Regions from separate parts of the Mus musculus genome. Here region 2 is linked to region 1. A link is a contact called in public Hi-C data. All regions are on one chromosome and are shown on one strand. Each heading gives the region's core, a stretch centred on a gene start, on an enhancer-like site or on the middle of the called end of the contact. The rest is flanking DNA. Distances are from core to core; before and after follow the strand shown. Region 1 has its middle 190 kb from the start of Pdgfc. Region 2 has its middle 50 kb from the start of A830029E22Rik.

Region 1 (3,279 bases), core at 504-3,003:
GATAGCCAAATATAAGGATAATGCATTTCCTACTTGAACTAGAAGTCACTTTTAAAGGTAAATATGAGTGTTATTCACTATTTGATTATCAAGTGAATTGAATTCTCTTTTACAGATACCAGCAAGTAACAGGACTGCTATTTTGTTATTGTTGTTCCTGTTGTTTTGCGGGGTTTATCTGCATAGCCCTGGTTGCCCTGGAACATACTCTTTAGACCAGGCTGGCCTAGCACTCAGAGATCTAACTGCCTCTGCCCACAGAGTGCTGGGATTAAAGGTGTGAGCTACCACCAACTGGCTAATGTTGGTTTTCAAGTCTTTTCATTGTTTTTCAAAAGTATTATATTTATGTATAAGATCAGTTTTATTGTTTGAATATTGGAGGTCTATGCAGTGAGATACCATTTAAACAAACAACATAAACAGTCAGCAAGATTTTATCTACATACACATGTGTACATTAATAATAATTAAAGAAAAACAAAGGTAAACATATTATCATACTAAGAGTAAGGGGAGCCACAAAAACGAGGGCACCTGGGAGACCATGGAGTGGGGAATGGGAGCAGGGAAAGTGATGGAATTAGACAAAGCATTTTTCAAAGAGACAAATGAAGGGGAAAAAATCACTTCTACAGATTAATGCTCTGCATACAAGACAAGAAGAACACAAAGTATGCCCTAAGAGGAAATTTAGTCTAAAAAATTAACATGCTATCTAGACAGAATTTTGATGAACTAGAAACATTCAGTCAGAATCAAACAACTTAATTTCACTAATGCCTTGATGTTGTCCCAAGATTATACACAAATTAAAGTGTGGAAAACATTTTCTGCCATGAAGAAGAGGCCTGGATTTTTGAACATTCAGATAAAATGAGAGACCCTCGAAATTTTTGCTATTTTTATTGTTATTACTAACAAATTATGCACTTGTGCTCAGCTGTAATTTATTCATAATAAATTTTCCATTGGGCTAACCTCATCATGTATACCAAAGAACTCAACTCAGCAGTATATTCAAAAATAAGTTTACCTAGTAACAAATCACTTATGAGTAGAATCTTAACAGAAAAGCAGGATAGGAATATGTGACTATACATTCAGGCATTGTGATATGAACTACTCAACTAAGATATATATATATATATATATATATATATATATATAATGAAATGGATAAAAAGTTCATCACACAGTACTAACCAAAAGTACCAAGAGGGGACATTGACACTCTGACTCAAAATTTATTAAAGATGTCTGGAAAAAATTATTCAAGTGTTAACATGAAGAAATACATTATTAGATATTCACTTAAGATATTCTTCTTGAATTTGTTTTATCAGAGAAGGATTTTCTTATTAGTCTTCATGTTTGCACTAGATGCTGACATGAATTGTCACTTATAAGTTACTTGAAAAAACATATAGACTTTTGAAAGCTAATATAAAACTAAATTTTAAACCGAGAAATGACACAGTAGACGGCAGCTAATAGGTTGAGAGACTACTGAGGCCGTGTTCCAAGCAAGAATTCTTTTTCTATTTCTTCTATGTAAATCAGGATGATGTTTTCTGGGCCATGTGTCTTTCTTCTCGCCCTGTGGTGAAGAGATCTGCATTCTTAGGGGCGAGGACTTTGACAAGAGAAGATCCTTGACTTTAAGCATGTGAAAGTCAGGTGGCCACAGTGTTGGAGGCAAGGCCAGACCTGAGCAGAGGTTAAGATGCTTAAGCCTTTCTTGTACTCCCTGTCATCTCTCCCATAATTTCTCCCAAGCAGGCTCTGCTTTCTTTCTGAGTAATTATCTCTGACGTACATCTGGCAAGTTAATCCTTGAGAATCTTCCAGCAGTTCTGCAGGGAGTGGAGTTCACTAGATTCTTTTCAGCATCCTTGAACAGAACTTATATCTACACCGAAAGTGTTAGCCTATCTCCTTGCACAGACACTTATGGTGGCATTGATTTGTAGGGGCAGCTTTCAAAGGTACTAAAATAAAGTTAACTGCAGAGCTGATGAAATGATAGTATCTCGGAGAAACATGTTCTTTCCTGCTGTGTGGCCTCTTCCAATAGGCCAGGTTTGTTCTAGCCCATCACAGGATCAGCCTTATTCCCATTACCTTTTTCCAAAATACAGACATCAACAGATATTACATTACCTTCTAGCTTCCTTTACTGGCTACTTTATTGATTCATAACCTTGTTTGAATCAAGAGTTTTTCATCAGTTTTAGAAAACTAGCTCTGCGCCTTTTATCTTTATCATTCAACTTTATTTTTCTCTACCAAAATACATCTCCAGTGGGTGAGCTGACAGCATGGGTGAATTAGGTGGAAAAGGTAAAAACCCTCTAAAATTACAGAAATCTCAGGGAAAGAACCACAGTGAAGCAAGGGTCAGGGAAACAGAAACAAGAGTAACTTTTTGACTAAGCATCTGTACACAAATGCAAGGATATACCCAAAAGACAACATAAATCAAAACAGTGAAGGAATGCAAGGTACATGTTTATGACCACAACAGTAACAAAACTCAGGAGAGGCTGCAGACACAACATGGTTGATAAAGGGACACAGAACTAGGGTTTCTCTGTATAGCCTTGTCTGTCCTAGAACTCACTTTGTAGACCAGGCTGTCCTCGAACTCAGAAATCTGCCTGCCTCTGCCTCCTGAGTGCTGCGATTAAAGGCATGCGCCACCACACCCAGCTCTCAAGAATATCTTCTGTTACAACAAATGCCACAGGCTGACTGGATTCAACATCTTTGTTTGTTCTTCAAGCAACTTGAAAGGTTCATACAGAAAATTTCTTGAGCCCCAGGAACTCAATAGCAGTTGCTCATATATAAGAATAAAATGAAAGAAGTATTGGAGAAAGAGAGAGAGAGAGAGAGAGAGAGAGAGAGAGAGAGAGAGAGAGAGAGAGAGAGAGGAGAGAGAGAACCAAGAGAGCAATGCAGGAGTACCTGGGAGTAAATCAATAAAAATCTTCTGGACTTAGAGATATTACTTCGTGGCTAGAGCATTTTTTGCTCATGCAGAAGACAAACATTCATTTTCACAGAACTGAACTGATAACACAAAGCTGACTGTAATTCCAGCTTCACAGGATATGATACCTCTTCTGACATCTGTAGGCTCCTTCATGCTCATACACTACACATACACTAAGGCATACATATATACACATAATACATAATAATAAATGATAATTTATAAAAATGGAAGCAAAGGGTACGTTGTGGAGAGATAAACAGATAACTATGAAATCTGGA
Region 2 (2,961 bases), core at 158-2,657, 530 kb before region 1:
AAAAGAAACATTTGGCCAAGGTTTTAGCTGGGCATGCAGCACTGCTAAATGAAACTTCAGAGTCTGCGAGTCTTGCTTGTCTTCTATGGAACCTTTAACTTTCTGTTATAGGACTCACTGGATTCTTCTGAGTTTCAGGTTTGTCTGGTTGCAAAGTAAAGACAATAATTTCCGTTTTGCAGACTTTATTTAAAAAAAAAAAGCCAACCAATTTGGTGATGTAATGTCTGCAAAACACCTAGCAACATGCCTGTCATACAGAGAAGGTCCAAAAACGACGTGTTTTATAGCTGAGCACAGTGGCACATGCCTGTTATCTCAGCTCTGGAGAAGCAGGAGGAGGAATATCAAAGGTTAGAGTCTACATAAGATCATGCCATAAAATACATCTAAGTATACATATATACATATACACTATTTTTTAAAGAAACTATTTTATTATTCCCATGGGAACAAGTATAGACGTATCATGTTGAAATGATCAGTCTCAGGCAATTTAACAGTATCTAGAGGCCAATATCTCAGAAACACGTAGTTCAGAAAGCAGCATAAAGAAAGAAAAGAGACTTATAGTCACCTTGAGTGATGGACTACAAAGCTATGTCCAGGAGATGGCAACATGAGGTGAGACTCAAAACAAAGGCTTTTGGGGAAATATCCAGAACTAGCCAGGGTCAGCACAGGACTCTTAGTTTTGGTACCTTCATTTGGAATCGTCTTTCTCTCTGGCCTAGTTTGTGCTTGATAATTGCTCCTGAATTTTTTTGTTTGCTTAGAATGATAGTCTTCCTACCTTCAAAAAAATCTGTGAATAGGCTCTACATAAGAGCTTGCAACTTCTTGGTTCCGACAAAGGGGCAGAAGGAAACATGATATTCATTCCTGGGTTTGTTTATAAATTATTCTCAGGCCATGAAAATAACATGGTCATGAATTCATCATTTTAAGGAAATTCCTTTTGCTTGAAAATAGAGTATGTTTGGTCCCAGTACTAAGCATATAAATCCTTATGATTCCTTATTTGGAATTATCCTTCTGAGTTAAACTAGACCATAAAATGTTTAATGGGTCAGACCAAACATGAACAACACACTACTGCTATCCCCCCCAAAAAAGGGGGGGTGTTCTTACTGTGGTCTCTCAGGAGCAGCAAATAGTCTACTACAAAGTGAGTCAGGCATCTTAAACCTTTCTTACTTTTGATTCTTAATTTTGGATTGAGTTCAATGTCATGTTAACAATTAAATCTATTTTATGTTTTATTGATGCAATTCTCTCTATTGTAAATGATTTTCATTTATAAGATTCTGTTATGCTGAAGAGAACTTTTTATGCTGTCTTACCATCTGCTTTATAAAGAAGATAAATATGCAAAGCAGGGATGCCAGAAAAGCTGCCTGTGTGTGGTCTAGGGCCTGCTTAATGTAGAATCAGAGGCTTGGATTCAAGGTGCTTCCTCCCATCACCTCCAACAAGAGATTCTCCCACCTCTTCTTGCCTAGTTTTAATGCATACCGACTGTTGCTGTGCTGTTTATCATCATTTTTGAATCTCTATTATGTCCCTTATCAAAGGAACCCGAATTCTCAATTTTAACCAGAAATGAATGATTCCCAGATATTCAAAGCATTACTGTAAGTTCTAACATTCATCTGTGTGACCTGTCACAAAACAATCTTAGTGAACATTTCCAATGCCAGCAGAATCTTTAAGAATGAAAATGTAAATAAGACAGATACAGACCATGATACAGATCCTAGCTTTCCTGGATGTGTGTGTATGCACATGCTCTCAGGAACAAGAGGCTAAGTCTATGAGCAAAAAAGGCAGCGCATAGTGTGCTGCCATAAACTCAAATGCTATAAGAATCTTAAAAATAAGAGAGGATATTCATCTTCCAAAGCATCTGCTTGCTAAAGAGAGGGATGAGGTAAAGAGATGTGTACTTAATTTGTTTTCATATAACTTTCGCAGAGCACACAGGGTTTGAAGTTTTACTGTTGGAACCAGGCTGTGATCTCATTAACAGAAAACGGGTTTCTGCAGCCTTCTGGCTTACAAAGGTATATGGAAGACCAGGCAGTTAGCCCAAGGTGATCAAGGGACCAAACTTCCTCTTTTGAAGTCTTTTTGATTGTAGTGCATTAACAGCAAAACGTCAAAGACCAATGTTTTGTGTTTTATGATTCACATGCTGTATCCAGCCTTAGTTTCCATAGTGGTAATGTTATAAAGAGAATAATTTAGATGCTGCCAATTAAGGTTTGCAGATGAAATTTAATGTCCAAACCCTCAGCTGCCTATAAAGTGAGCTGGCAAAGTTTGGAGAGGCCTGTGGCTACTTTCTTTGAAGTTCAATTTGTTTTCCAGTGCATCTCAGAATTGAATTAAGTAGGCAACTGGCTTGGGATTATACTTTTAAAGGCAATATACTCTGTATCCAAATAATTTCTATTGGACAACATGCTTTTCAAATAGCAGGATGGAGTTATATTAGGTTAAAACTCCTTCAACACATTCCCTCACCACCCCTTTTACAAATAGACAGTCTCACATAATTGAACTGTAGAAGTGAATTGAACTTCCAAATTCACCTGGAATATGCTGTTTGTCCAATTTGAGATTTCTTGCGGTACAAAATCCCCATTGTACATGTTTGTCTCTTTGTCTTCATAAACTTTGGAGAAGAACGTTTAAAAGTTGCATTTTAATGAGGTGAGCAGAGACAAGAATTATAAAATCAGATTACAGGGAATCAATAAAAAGTCAGACTGCAAATGAAAACAAATGGGCTCCATTTGATCAAATAGCACACTGAACAAAGTTTTCACTCTGTAATCCAATTAGATGCTCAGATGTGAACACAATCTCCATGTGGAAGCTTGTGACACTTTTTCAACAAGAATGGGCAAATAAGTACAGGAACTGACCTATTAATTATGAGTCTATAAATGAATGCCT

The links. A called contact is a pair of places that touch in the nucleus more often than the background predicts.
Region 2: a Hi-C map of uterus shows a contact between it and region 1. The contact joins two enhancer-like sites. A contact is called at or near these places in 1 of 484 Hi-C or Micro-C datasets (uterus) and 1 of 115 datasets of contacts at active chromatin or transcription factors (embryonic fibroblasts).

The regions. Positions count from the first base shown.
Region 1 is chr3:81,220,330-81,223,608 of GRCm38.p6, reverse strand. No RefSeq gene overlaps it. Among named protein-coding and RNA genes, the nearest start is that of Pdgfc, 190 kb to the right of the region's middle. Within about 2 kb of position 1,753, at least 4 of the 459 cell types and tissues checked have an H3K27ac peak or open chromatin away from gene starts, as enhancers often do. A contact at or near this core is called in uterus, where this site is marked.
Region 2 is chr3:81,750,512-81,753,472 of GRCm38.p6, reverse strand. No RefSeq gene overlaps it. Among named protein-coding and RNA genes, the nearest start is that of A830029E22Rik, 50 kb to the left of the region's middle. Within about 2 kb of position 1,407, at least 4 of the 459 cell types and tissues checked have an H3K27ac peak or open chromatin away from gene starts, as enhancers often do. A contact at or near this core is called in uterus, where this site is marked.